2 separate regions of the Mus musculus genome follow, and region 2 is linked to region 1. Evidence: chromatin contacts called from public Hi-C data. All regions are on one chromosome and are shown on one strand. Each heading gives the region's core, a stretch centred on a gene start, on an enhancer-like site or on the middle of the called end of the contact. The rest is flanking DNA. Distances are from core to core; before and after follow the strand shown. Region 1 has its middle 44 kb from the start of Arl14. Region 2 holds the start of Arl14 (ADP-ribosylation factor-like 14).

Evidence for each region. Hi-C and Micro-C count contacts between places; a contact is called where the count stands out from the background.
Region 2: a Hi-C map of CD4 T cells shows a contact between it and region 1, with 1.6 times the contacts expected there. The contact joins the promoter of Arl14 here to the enhancer-like site in region 1. A contact is called at or near these places in 1 of 39 promoter capture datasets (macrophages), 1 of 484 Hi-C or Micro-C datasets (CD4 T cells), 3 of 115 datasets of contacts at active chromatin or transcription factors (CD8 T cells, embryonic stem cells and pancreatic cancer cells) and 3 of 9 other capture datasets (adipose tissue, embryonic stem cells and liver).

The regions. Positions count from the first base shown.
Region 1 is chr3:69,176,315-69,180,436 of GRCm38.p6, forward strand. No RefSeq gene overlaps it. Among named protein-coding and RNA genes, the nearest start is that of Arl14, 44 kb to the right of the region's middle. Within about 2 kb of position 1,292, at least 72 of the 459 cell types and tissues checked have an H3K27ac peak or open chromatin away from gene starts, as enhancers often do. A contact at or near this core is called in CD8 T cells and pancreatic cancer cells, where this site is marked.
Region 2 is chr3:69,221,069-69,225,522 of GRCm38.p6, forward strand. Arl14 (ADP-ribosylation factor-like 14) reads left to right here and starts at 1,351. Exons shown (of 1, transcript NM_027843.1): 1 at 1,351-2,550. The coding sequence starts at 1,454. The coding sequence ends at 2,032.

The DNA.
Region 1 (4,122 bases), core at 42-2,541:
TGTGTGTGCAGAAGCCAGAAAAGAGTGTTGGTTATCCTGGAGCTAGATGTACAGGGAGTCACGAGCCATGCATGGTGGGTGCTGGGAACCAAACACTGGCGCAAGGGCCCTGACAGCTGAGCCATCTCTCTCTTCAGCCCCCTTTCTCTGTCAATGTCTTCCGTTTACTCCCCAACATTAATATGTGTGAGACAATTGTGAACAATGCATGGCAGAATGTAGTTGAAAAATTGTATTTTAGGAGTTCAAAGAAAGGCAATTAAGAAAGGCTCTTGGTGGAACCGAAACGTGAGCTTAACCTTGACAGAGGCTGGTATTTGGCCGGCCTAGCCAAGTCAACATCATGGACAAGGCCCAGGAAGCATGCCAGAGGAGACACAGACTTGAAAGAACGGTGTGATACAGGTCATAAGGGAAGACTCAAATACACAATTCATTTATTTAGTAAGACACGGCAGGGTATTGATGGTTTTATAATGATTGAAGGTTTTAACTGTGGAGGCCACCTAGTATGCATCACTGGAAATTCCAACCTGAACAATCTGTGGCTAGGCTCCTCCTTCGCAGCCTGAAATGTGTCTCATTCACACCCTAAGTCACATTTAGGGGTTCTTACCTCAGTGTGCCTGTGGAAGTTTGGTCTCATAACGTTCTGCTCACTTGCTTAAATTTTCAAACGTAGAGACACTTCCACCACTCACAGCAGTAACTCTAGTTTTCCAGCTAATCTTTAGATTTTAAAAATGACATTTAGAAATGTGGGTGCTGGGGTACGGTGCACAGGTGGAGGCCGGAAGATAGCCTGCAGGGTCTGTTCTCTCCTTACACCAGGCGGGTCTCGGGGCCTTCCTGAGGTCCTCAGGTTCTCGTCCTCGCTCCATGCCCTCTCATTCTTTCCTCCGTACCTTCTCCATATTGGATCACCTAAACCTAAACTAGATTTACAGGTCCCCCCATCCCCCAATCCACTTAGTTTTCTTTTGCTTGCTGTTCAAACTCACCAGAACACTCAGTGACAGATGGCTTTCCTCCCAGCAGTCCTTCCTCACGGTTCGGCTCACACGTGACTCATAGATCGTCTCAGAATTATGAGAAAGGTGCATTCCTTATCTGAAGAAGGGGACAGTAACGCTGTCCTCTATGTTCTGTGTGTAACCCATGTGCCTCAGCGTGTGCCTCAGTCTTCGCCAGAGAAACACAGAGGCCAGGTTCGACCTCTTTACAGGGATCTGTGGCAGAGTGTGCACTCCTGGGTGCCTGTCATGCCACCATGTGGTTCCCACCATCGTGACATGCCCTTGTCTCTCGGTTCGCCTTCCTTCTTGGCCACAAAGCAGATGTGTTTGTGCTCTGTGGTTTATGGGTGTTTTGTTCTTTAGTATTGTTCATCTCCCAGAACAAAGCTCGAGCCCAGAGGCTGATCTCAACAGATCACAGGAACACCCATCCAGCTGCCATAACCCTCTCTTTGATCTCTTCCTGGTGCCACAAATCAAGCAACTGACTCACGGGGGAACAAACAGAATCTTGCATTATACTGCATTATTTATCTTGATGATTAGCTTATTTTTAATACTTTGGACATTTTCAGACACGCATGTAATACATTTTTATATTTGCCTTTTGTCCTCCTGCTCCCATGGATTCTCTTCTTCTTTCTGCATTGTGTGTGTGTGTGAGTGTGTGCATGAGTGTGTGTGAGTGCATGCATTCATGAATGTATGTATATGAGTGTGCAAGCATGCATGCATTCATCAGTGTGTGTGCATGAGTGTGTGAGTGTATGCATTCATAATGTATGTGCATGAGTGTGCATGAGTGCATGCATTCATCAGTGTGTTCTTTTCTTAATGAGTTTGATTACTGTTGCCTACTTGAGCATGGGTGAGGGGTCATTTTGAAAGCCTGGGTAACTTTCCTGAATGAAATATTTTCCACTCCCTGGCTCTAGTTGATTTTGTAAACTTTGGGCAGATTTAACAGTTTCTACAAGTTTTTCAGAAATTTGGAAAGGACGGCAGGAACCTTTCCCTAGTCCTTTTGTTTCTCACCTTCCCACAGTGGCCTAATGCGTTCGGGACTGTGGTTTCCGGGGTCTTTATTCCAACACATGAGTCGTCAGCATTTAAATGCCACCAAAATACCAAAGCATTCAGAACACACCAGTGACGTTCTCTCCATTCATTGAAAATGCCTTTGATCACATGCTCGGTGCCAAACAATGCTGTAAGCACCAGGATTACAGCAGTGAACAAGGCAGCCCGAAGCTCAAGCGTTCTGTATGCGCTCACAGATGAGAAAGCAAATCAGCAAACATACAATTTCAGAGACTGATAAGTGCTATTGTATTAATTAGGGTTCCCCAGGGGAGCAGAATGAATAGAAAGGATATGTGTATAATTACAGAAGGAGGTTTATTGTATTCGCTTGTATGATCAGAGGCAGAGTGATCCCTCAGTGGGCATCTGCAGGCAGGAGAGTTGCTCATCTCAACAAGCTGGGGGCCTCAGAAGAAACACCACCAGTGCTACAGTCTCGAGTTAAAGCAGCTGAGTTTGTGGCAGAGCATCAGCTGATCCATCGCTCAGGAAGGACACAGCTTGCATATGCTAGCTAGCTCTGTCCTTCCTCAACTCCCGTCCCATCAGCCTTCAGCCTATTGGATGATACCACCCACACGGATGCTGGGTCTTCCATCCCCTGAAGTATGGTACCCACGCCAACTGTCTCTGAAGACACAGTCTCTCTCCCAGGGTGTGCTTTACTAAATTCCTGGGCATCTTTCCATCCAATCAAACTGACAATCAAGACGAACCATAACAGCTCTATGGAAAGAAATACAGGTAGAATGAAAGACAGTGCTGGGAGCTTTTAGAGAAACCTCTTAGAAGTGGATGTGAAGGAAGGGAGCCATAAGAAGCCTGGGGTAGCTAGTGCTTCAGGCAGGAGCAGGAATATTAAATGTGAAGAGGTGAGTTGAAAGTGAAAGCCAGAAGAGGAAGATATGAGCTTTCAATAGGGGTCATTTATACAGGACTGTTAGAAGAGTGTACTCCTCATGCGACAGGAAGCCACTAAAAAGCCTAATCTGCAGAAACTATAATCCAGTATAAAATATTGTAGTGATTTGAATATGTTTGGCCCATGGGAAGTGGCACTATGAGGATGTGTGGCCTTGTTGGAGTAGGTGTGTTACCGTGTGTGTGGGCTTTGAGGTCCTGTGTTCAAGCTCTGTCCAGGCCAGGGGAAATTCTCCTCCTGGCTGCCTGGGGAAGAGAGTCCTCTCCTGCTTGCCTTTGGATCAAGATATAGAACCCTCAGCTCCTCTAGCACCATGTCCACCTGCAGGATGCCTTGCTTCCTGCCATGATGATAATGGATAAACCCTCTGAAGCTGTAAGCCAGCCCCAATCAAATGTTCCTTATATGAGTTGCCTTGGTCATGGTGTCTCTTCACAGCAATGAAACCCTAACTAGCCCTAACAAACTAGAGTATGTGTGTGAGTGTGTTCTTATTGTATATGTGAAGGCATGTGAGAAGGTCAGAAGCCGAGGTCAGGTGTCTTCCTCCATTGCTTCCTTCCTTATTTTTCTGATTTTCTCACTGAGCTTGAAGTTCACTGATTTGGTTAGACTGACTGGCCAGCAAGCATCCTCTTGTTTCCATCTTCTCAGAGCTGGGATTACAGACAGCTTTTTATACCAGTGCTAGAAATCTGAATTTAAGTCCTTAAACTTGGGCAGTGAGCACTTTACTTACTGATCTATTTTCCCAGCCTCTGATGTTTTTGTTTTCTTTTAAAGAATAGTATTTGCTATTTTTAAAGGATGTATTTATTTTTAGTTTATGTGTATGAGGGTTGCCTGTACGCATGTACATATACCCAGTGTGTGCTGTGCCCACAGAGGTCTGAAGAGGGTAGGGAATAAGAGCCACTGAAACTGGAATTTCAGACAGTTGCGGCAGCCTTGTGGATTCTGGGAACCAAACCTCAGGCCTCTGCAAGAGCACAGCGCTCTTAACCACTGAGCCATCTTCCCAGCCCCCTCTTATTGATTGTTTTAAAATGTTGATATAATTCATGTGCTATCATCTACCATCTTCATTAGTTTGTTGTGGGA
Region 2 (4,454 bases), core at 101-2,600, 45 kb after region 1:
CTTCAAACAAAGGGGCTTCCTTCTGCAAACTAATCTCATCACCATTGTTGGGGATTAAAGATGTGTTTTAAGGGCTTGTCTATATTCCAGCCAGATCATACTGCAATCCAACTTAATCACACAGACCTAGAGGGTCTTTGGACGTGATCTCTTGCCAGAGCAGCCATGTTGCTGGATTAAAATTCCTCTTCAGTGTTCTGCTGGCATGCTTTCTACCTTTTGAGGAATGAACTTGTCATTGAGATGTGTGACTCAGGTGACTCTTCTTGTTTCTCATTCTCTGCCTTCTGATGCATTCCTTTAATGTTTGCCTTTAACCTGTCATAGAGCTTTTAAAATAATCACTTCGCTCCTCCCCTGAAATGTTTCCCTGTGTAGCCCTGGCTGTCCTGGAACTTGATCTGTAGACCAGGCTAGCCTTGAACTCACAGAGATCTGCTTGCCTTTGCCTCCTGAGTGTTAACATTAAAGGCATGCATAAGTGCCTGGCTTTAAAATGTCTACTTTTAAAAATGTTTTCAGGAGTTTGTCTTTATTTTCTGAGTTCCTTTTTATATTATCTGCTTCTTGTTTTGGGAATATATTTATTTTCCACTCTTCCCAATCCAGCACACCCCTCCCCTACCCCCAGCCTCAGTTCTATCCCAATAGGCCTATTTTCTGTCTTTTAGAATATTTGTCAAAATCTCACCCTCTGATGGACTCTTTGATGACTTTGTTCCTCTTATCATGATGTGTTGGGAAAGAGATGAGATAAGTATCTGTGTATACTCAGGTTGCCATCTTTGATCAGTCTGTTTTATTGAAAAGTGGGTAAAAAAAAATTACCTGGGGAAATCTGGCCTTGTCAGTAGTGTAAGTTCCCTGCCTGGAAGATTCATAAATGATGCTCTGTTTCTGAGACCAAGGTTACGATAACCCAGAAGGGCTCAAAGTTTCTACTGAGTAATCCGGTATCAGGAAGCATTTAGATACCAAGAGGGAGATAAACTCTCCAAGCTTTTAGGCAACCCTGACACTTATTAACAGCTGGATAAGACTGATCTACAAAAAGTTCACTTAAAGTTGGCTAAAACAAAAGATTGTGTTGGTTCTACAATGGGGCTCCTGTGCACACCTTACTCTTTGATTTCCTCCAAACTGTTGGACCTGAGAGACTGCAGAAAGCTGCGGCAGCCAGCCACTCCTAATCCTACTCACTCACAAAGAATGTCCCCTTTGAGCCACTGTGATACATGCTGGTTACTCCCACAGAGTCTTCAGGATTGGCTGGGACTGCAAATAAAACACTGTTTGCCTATAATCAAGTTGATAAGCTACAATATAAACGAAGACAGGCACCTGTTCACTGTGGCACTTTACTCTCTTTTCCTAAACGTTTACATGAAAGACCTGGAAAGGACGCATTGTTTCGGGCCAAAAGAAACGATCTTTAAGGAAGAAAAAGCCTAAAATGGGTCTGCTGAATTCTAAAAACCCCCAAAGCAAGCAAGCCCACATTCTTCTCCTCGGACTTGACTCAGCTGGGAAATCTACTCTGCTTTACCGGTTAAAGTTTGCTGAGACTCTCTCAACCATCCCAACCATCGGCTTCAACGTGGAAATGGTCCAGCTGCAGAGCAGTCTCACACTCACCGTGTGGGATGTTGGAGGACAGGAGAAGATGCGAACAGTCTGGGACTGCTACTGTGAGAACGCTCAAGGGCTGATGTACGTGGTGGACTGTTCCGAAGGCAAAAAGCGACTGGAAGACTCTCGCAAAGAGTTCAAACACATTTTGAAGAACGAGCACATCAAAAACACACCGGTCGTCATACTGGCCAACAAACAGGACTTGCCGGGAGCTCTGAGCGCCGAAGACATCACCAGGATGTTCAAGGTGAAGAAGCTGTGCAGCAACCGGAACTGGTATGTGCAACCCTGCTGTGCGGTCACTGGAGAAGGGCTGGATGACGGGTTCAGGAAATTAACCGAGTTTCTGAAAAGCTACCGAAGGACAAGAGAGACCTTAGCAATCTTCAAGCAGAAATGAGACAATGATGAAGTGGAAATGGGAAATCTGTTTTATTTCCCATGTAAAGTGGGGGAACAAAAAGAAAAGTAAGTTGCTGAGTCGGCAAACTTTTGGGGGTGGTTTCCACCCTGCTCAGCTAAAGAAGGAACTTTCTAAGCAAACTATGGGGTAATGGTCATTGAAACGGAAGAAATTATATTTTGTAAAGGTTAACGTGTTGGATGATTTGAAAGTCCTATTTAGAGTCAGATAAATGTTAACTAATTTTGTATGACCACTAAAGTTTAAATAGCTGTCTGCTTATATAGTCAGGATTTTTTTCATATAGTTCCCAGATGTTACTGGCATTGAATTTCTACCCTGTCCTTAGGTAGTAATTGAATAGTGAGAAAATAACAAAAAGAAGCTTAAATTGTGGATGTTAACGTTTTGAAAATCTTTGTTTTGTAAACAGACACACAAATGCTATCAGCTTTTTGACATCTATTGTTTGTAACTTCCTTTATCTTTTTTAAAAAATATATTTTTTTAGTGAATTCTTTGAGCATTTCATACAATGTGTATTGAAACACACACACACACACCCCTCCCTGCCTTAAACAAAGACCTTCAGATCAGTGGCCTAGAGGAAGCATTGTCCTGCAGGGTGACCTCTGAGTTTAGTGTTCCACTTTCAGCTGCAGCCCCAAGACCAGCTTCAGCGGAACTCCGCTCAGCAGCCCCATTACCCAGGAACACAGGTCTGCTTGGTACCGACCAAGCAGGAAGCCAGGCCAGACTTTGTTCTCAGAGACCTTGCGGTTCACTGGGTGAAGTGACACGAAGCTGGCACCCGGAGCACAGCCGCGGTTATCTTGTGAGAGACACCCAGGGAAACAGGAAACACTTCTTAGGAGAGATGGAATTGAAGGGAGAAGACCCCACACAGGTGTACAGTAGTCAAGAAAATTTCCCCTGGTTAGATGAACCTCCAAAGCCATCATGACCAAGAGACGGGGTAGAGGGGCGGGAGAGCAGCAAAGGAGTTGAGGATGGAGCTGGAATGTCCAGGAGAGGAGCAGAGCTGCAGAGATGCCCTGTAACTAACACTTTCCTCTTCTTCCTTCCTGCCAGCCTCCCGCGGTGTAGAATAAAGTCACTGAGCTCCACAGCAGCCCCGGTAGCTCTAAACCTGAAGGTGACAGGGGAAAATAAAGGTGTAATGAGTTTAGTGTGGGGCTGGAGAGACGGCTCCACTGTGAAGAGGCCTTGCTGCCTTTCCAGCACACTTGGGATGGGTTCCTGACTAGGCTTGCGTGCCTCACAATTAATTGCATGTCATTCCAGTTCCAGAAGATCTGACACCCTTTTCTAGGCACCAGCATGTACGTGGTACACACTTACGTATATGTAAAAAATGAAACAAGTCAAGGGTGAAGGCCCTCAGATTGCTTTTACATTTTTCTTTCTCCTTGTAGCTATAATTGGCTCAGCGAAGACCCTTCTGAGCTTCATAGTGTGACCCGTGTAAAGAAGACACGTAATGATGGTGACTTTTGGGTTGAAACTGTGTAGAGTAGTCTTTAGGATAAACAGATTCCCGGATCTTCTCACTTAGAGTCTACAACTGCTCTGAGGGGGGAAAAAGGGCATTGTTATTTCAGTTTACAGATGTGAGTGTTGAGGCTGAACAAGGTGGCATCAAATCTTGCACACACACACACACACACACACACACATAAGCCATTTAAAGAATGCATTGCACGAGGGTGTTGGGGCTGGGGGAGTCATGAGACAACTTTGAGGGGTCAGTTCCTTCCACCGTGTGCTTTTGGGGACTGAAATGAGGTCACGGGCTTGGCAGCAAGTGCCTTTACCAGTTAAGACACCCTTCCAGCCAACTACTATGTCTTTTCTTTTCATTTGTTTTTGAGATGATAATATAATTACATCATTACTCCCTTGTTTTTCCTCCTTCCAAATCCTCCCATATACCCTTCCTTGATCTTTTTCAAATTCTTGCTCTCTTTGTCCTCATTGATTTTAACTGAAAAATTGTCAGAGTCAAGACTGCTACTCAGGCATGTCTGCTATGTGTTACCATGTTGGTTTAGAGACAAATATATCCTCTCTGTCTGCAGTGAACTTCCAACACACAAGAGCTGGAGCTGGCTGTGTGTATAACTCACTGGTAGAGTGACTTTATCAGCAATTCAAGATGCTCTGGGCTTGATCCCAAATACCAGAGGGGTGAAAACACTCTAGGCAGTATGGACTCTATAACAAGAAAATTTTTAGGAAGAGAAAATCCATGTATACTAGATAAGCATAGTAACCAATGTAAGAAACATGTAGAAAGATTTATTTATGATTTCAGGGCGCTCTGGGATGGTGACGTCAAAGGTTCAGAGCAGAATTCTTTCTGAGCTTCACAAACTGACAGATGCCTCATATATATCTT